Linked DNA regions of Arachis hypogaea: region 1 is linked to region 2. The links are chromatin contacts, called in public Hi-C maps. All regions are on one chromosome and are shown on one strand. Each heading gives the region's core, a stretch centred on a gene start, on an enhancer-like site or on the middle of the called end of the contact. The rest is flanking DNA. Distances are from core to core; before and after follow the strand shown.

Region 1 (2,700 bases), core at 78-2,577, 180 kb after region 2:
ACATAAGCGTATAGACTGATTTGATAGCTGATTTTTAAAGTGTAAGGAACATATTTTTTCCACTTAAGTTACCTGATAATGCGATCATATCTGTCTGGGAGAGGCCATTAAAGCTAAACAAAGAATTGAGCTGATCCAAATTGAAATTAGGGCTAGGAAGATGGTGTTGAACACTTGCAATAGTAGATATTCTCCCATCACGCCTTCCTAATTCAACTTCATAAAATGGTCCCCCAGCCTACATTATTATTATTAAGCAAATTATGATAGTTTAACTAACTTAATTTTTTAATTATGAACATTGTTCTATCAATTAACATTATTATAGAGATTATTAGATTATAGAATCTTTTACAAAGCATAGATCAAAATAATGAGAAGAAATTGAAGTGAAATTGTACCAAGTTGACCACATCCCTAGTGGCCAGAGCAAGAATATCAGCACAAGAGACTTTGTTTCTGCACTGAGGATCACTATCAACGGCTACCTTGGCCTTAACCACCGTGTCGAAACCGTCCCCGGCAAGCGACACATCATCAGGATGGCTTTTCTCTGCCTGGTTAGTTGGAGACACAAGCAGAACTGAAGCATCACAACCCTGTATGCAGAAACCAAGAACAAAGTTCAGTAATAATATTTCCAGAAAAAAAACCTAATAGATTAGTAATTTAATTGAATAATGAATGGCATTGACAGTATTAAGTATTAACATGCTGCCATGCAGAAATGTTGAATAAAATAAGAACCTAGATAACCACTTAACCATTGTCTTAAAAACATTGGATAAGAGAATAAAAAAAAAGTAGTTTTTTCAATAATAATATATTCAATACTTAAAAAACTCAAGAAATCTCTATTTTTTTTTTAAATATTCTACTTGTAATTTCCTTAACAAGTGTACCTAGTTAAACAATACAATTTTAGACTTACACCAACCAACAAAATTTGGTTAATTAACAAGTGAATGCGCTTAGACATACCCTGACAAAGCAATCATGGAAGAAGAGGCGAAGAGTGGAAGGAGCAGTCACAAATGTCTGCTGCAACTTCTGCGTCACGGCGGCGCGAACCAGCTGTTCCACATTGGGGCATGTGTTGTTGTAGAAGCCGCGAGAAAGTTGAGCAGAGCTTGTTTGTACACTACTAATTAGTAGAATCATAAATGATGTTAACACAAAGTCAAAGTTGATGGCCATTTCTTACTAGTCTTGTTATCTTAGCTTGCTTTTTAACTATACTATGATTTCTTGCTTCCAATGCTACATATATAAGGAAGTTTATGATTAACTTGATTAAGGAAAAAACAAAAAAGAAAAATTGGTTTGATGTTGATTTGAAGATTGCTTCCATTGACACACATATATTGATATGATTATTAAATGAAAAAATGATTGATGAGAATAAGTACAAAAGAGTGCTTAATTTTTTCATGGACAGTCTTGCTAATATTGACATAAATATGTATGTGAATCTGATAAAAGTTGAAGGAAACGTAAGTGAAGCTTCTTAGATACTTTTTAATTAAATGAAAATGTTGCTGCTCTAAGTAGAGTAGTATTTAGTGGCAGCTGCTAGCACTCTGGCGTGTATGTAATCACATGATGAAGTGCCGTGATGCATCAAAACTGCTTTCAGAATATGTTAACCTATTTCATTACAAACTGTATCGTTGGAGAACAAGTTAACCAATGAAATTAGCATTTGCACTTTTTTTTTACCAACAAGAAGTATCTTACATTTTCATCGTGTTGAATTAAATATTTATCTTCTGATTCTTTGATTCAGTCTGAAAGAGCTAAGAAACTCATAACAGAGTCTTAACTTTTTTTTTCCCTCCAATTCGAACTCAAATTCTTTCGCAAGAAAAATTTAATTTACCTCTCTTATAGCATCTTGACAAAGACTCGTTGCAATAGTATTTACTATTTACCATGTAAATGTATTGCTTATATTAAAAGAGCATTTAATTTCTAAGAGATGTTAACTTACACTTTTTCAAATGTTTTTTTTTTTTTTATGCAGAAACTTCAATGCATGAAATAATTAGGAAGTATTAAGAAACAAGAAACAAAAATATCATGTAAATGTATTCTCTGTTTTGAGTGTTTCGATCAAACGCTCAGAACAATCTACAAAGCTCCATGTTGTTATTTTTAACTCATTAATATTTCCTTTAATATAACAACAATAATGAAGATTAGTCCAAGTTGTTAGAAACTGCTTTAGTAGATGATGTGTAAATAATCGTGCAAAACTACCCATTATTTAATTTTAAACGGTTATAAAAAGGTTTAATATGATGATCTCTTTCTGTGGTCGACTATATATGAAGCGTGAGTGATTGAGTTTATGCTTATGAGATAAAGATGATTGAAAGAGACATGCATTGACAACTCTGACATTTTAATTTCAGAGACAAATAAATAAGGTAGTACAGTATATATAGATTATAGAATATGTTAAGCTGAGCAAATGATGCATCTTTATGAGATTATTGTCAACTCAATGGCATGTGATCATCTCCCAATTCCAACTACTACATTGAATTCGCAATGTCAGACTTTTCAAATGTTTTACTAACTAATGAATGGTGTTTAATAAGGGGGAAGCAAGCTGCAAAAAAATGATTGCGAAAATCAACCATTGGACATGGACTTGAATAATTGTGCAACAAACTAAGATTAGATCATACTGCATAT
Region 2 (2,700 bases), core at 195-2,694:
TCTATTATGGTTTATATGGGTGACAATGATTAGGGTATGGTAGATTATAAGCTCTGTCCTAAGTCCTAGCCCTACTCGCAGGCTTAAACTCCTCAACCTGAACCATTCCCGCACTCTAAATCTTGCAACCCGATTGTACCCGAACCGATCCGCACAACAAATTATCTTCACTCTAGTCTTTCCAGACATTTCATAATATCAAATATCATTTTGAAAAAGTCTAGGACCAGTACTTTTATTTAAATTTGGCCAACACTTAACCAGCAAAAGAAAAGTGAGTAATTCCATACCATTAGATATTAATACGGACTAATTGATGGTTACAAATCACAAAACTTGCTGATCCCCTAGCACTCCTCTATTATTTTATCTATGATTAGCAAATTGAATTATTAGTTTGGTGGTACTAAGTATTTGTGCAAAAGACAAGAATTTAAGTTCAAATTTTTTACTGGCTCATCATATGTATATGTATTTTTATGTACATTCACATTATATATTGAGGGTGCGAGTTGGATGATAGGATATGCTCGATACCTGAAGCCGATCCTACCCATAGATACAGGTTCCACAGCTAGCCCTATTGATTTACAAATGGATAAATCGCTTATCTATAAGCTAATCAAGTAACTAACCCTCTAATAACCCCTAATGGGTCTAGTGTATTAATAAATTTAATCCAATAAATGGTGTTCAAATTGATGAATTAGTTAGAAGAATGCATTGACATGAAAAGAGAGTAGTAGCACCTGCTTTGTTCCGTGGAGAACGGGATGATATAAGTCCAAAATATTGTTTGATGTCCATTTGGTGACCTCTAACAAAACAACTCTCATTTGAAGAAAATCCTCTGCCATTTGAAACTCGATTCTGAAAATAAAATTAAGAATAAAAATAGGTGCAAAATTTTGAGTCACATAAACACAACAAACATAGCAATATAATCCACCTAAGAATTTTGTAAAGATGGCATAATTAGATGAATAAAATTCCTTAATTTCTCAGAAGAAGGAAACAACGTACCTTAAGGAAACAACACGGGTTAGAGAATAATAATAATGTATGATGAGTTGCACAAAGCATTGCAATCAGTAAAAGCTACCATAAGGTTATGGTAACATACAATTGTCTCATCTTGTTTTGAATGGAGTTAAAGGAATTAGTTTAAGTTCTTATGTTTTTGCAGCAGCAGTGGCCTTTGGATGGTTGATACTGGTACACAGCAATTGATTGGTTCAAGTTGATTTTGTTTCTGATGACGCTCCATGATGATAATGAAAAGTGAAATAAAATAAAATAAAATAAAAATGTGGCCAAGTTTTTTCTTTTTGTTGGACTTAAAATATGGCCAAGTTTGTGGACAGAACTCAAACACACGGGTGGTTGTTAAGATTGGATCACCCATGTGCTATGATTCAAACCCAAGTTTTATGCCCAAAAGCATTAAATTCATCTTGCCAAAAATTCAGGGTGCTAAAAAATATGGGGAGGTTTCTATTTTTGTCGAAGTACATTGGACCATAGCTGTTATAATCAGACCGTATCAGGCAGTTTGACTGAAATACCCATGAAGCAGAAATTTAACTGGTTCAGTTAGGTAGTTTGTTTGTAGAGACTGGAACTGAGACGGGAAGACAGAGACTCAATATTATGTTAGTTGAGTTAGAGATTAGTACTTAAATTTCTGTTTTTGGCTTCAAAATTTCAGTATCTCCAAAAAGTAGAGACACTAGAAACAAAAAATTTTCAAGACGAGGACAGAAATTTTAATTATAATTTGTACCTAAATTGCCCCATTCTAATTCAATAATTCCAAAATTACCCTTAATGTAAATTACGGCTTCTTGATCAACCCTCGTGACTCCATCTTCTCATTCTTCCCTCGTGACTCCATCTTCTCATTCTTCTATAGAACAGCCACTGCAATCTCTGAAGCACCGTCTCAAGAACTACCATTGTCTCGTCGCTAGCCTCGCCACCGCTAGGTAAGTGATTTGCCGCTTGCAAGTTCATTTTCGTAACCCCCATCTTCCCATCTCCTCTTTTTCTCCTTCACAGGAAAATCAAAGAATGAAGTTGTCGCCTCTCCCCGGTTGCTATTGACGCCAACCATCAACTCCTCGTCCTAACTGCTTTGACCTAGGTTAGTTTTATACAAAAATGGTTTAATTTATTGATTCCTTTCATCTTTTCCGTCGTGCCCTAATCTGTGGATTTGTTCTTTTCATCTTTTCTATCATGCCCTAATCTATGAAAGTTTCTTTGACGAGAATGAATGCCAAGCTGACTAACCCATTTATTTAAGCTTTATAACAGCATGAGTTTATGATGTTTACTTCCTTTTTTGTCTCGTAAGAACTAGAACTGAACAATCTGGGATCAGTTGCTAAGTTTGGTCAGTTTGATACCAGGGTCAGTGATTAAGTTTGGCCATTTTAATGAGTTTCCATGTCTCTGTTTAGTTTAATACTTGTGGATTAGTGCATCTTCAAACCACAATAGGTGCGTCTTTATATCAGTATTTTGGTTTATATATTAGAGCTATTGTTAGTTAGGCTACAATTCTTTACATATCTATTTGAGTGGAAGAATGTTTGTTCTCTAAACTGATAAGTAAAATTGTTGAATGTACATGATATCATATAAATATGTTTGATATGGCTTAGGTGATAATGACGGCACAGTTATTTGTGTCAAGTG

The links. Hi-C and Micro-C count contacts between places; a contact is called where the count stands out from the background.
Region 1: a Hi-C map of an unstated tissue shows a contact between it and region 2, with 4 times the contacts expected there. The contact joins the promoter of LOC112796578 here to the promoter of LOC112796575 in region 2. A contact is called at or near these places in 5 of 8 Hi-C or Micro-C datasets (leaf and an unstated tissue).

Annotation. Positions count from the first base shown.
Region 1 is chr4:28,435,158-28,437,857 of arahy.Tifrunner.gnm2.J5K5, forward strand. It overlaps LOC112796578 (peroxidase 16), which reads right to left and starts at 1,328. Exons shown (of 4, transcript XM_025839106.3): 1 at 982-1,328; 2 at 402-599; 3 at 73-238. The coding sequence starts at 1,197.
Region 2 is chr4:28,257,371-28,260,070 of arahy.Tifrunner.gnm2.J5K5, forward strand. LOC112796575 (nifU-like protein 3, chloroplastic) reads right to left here and starts at 1,445. Exons shown (of 4, transcript XM_025839101.3): 1 at 1,024-1,445; 2 at 750-870. The coding sequence starts at 1,083.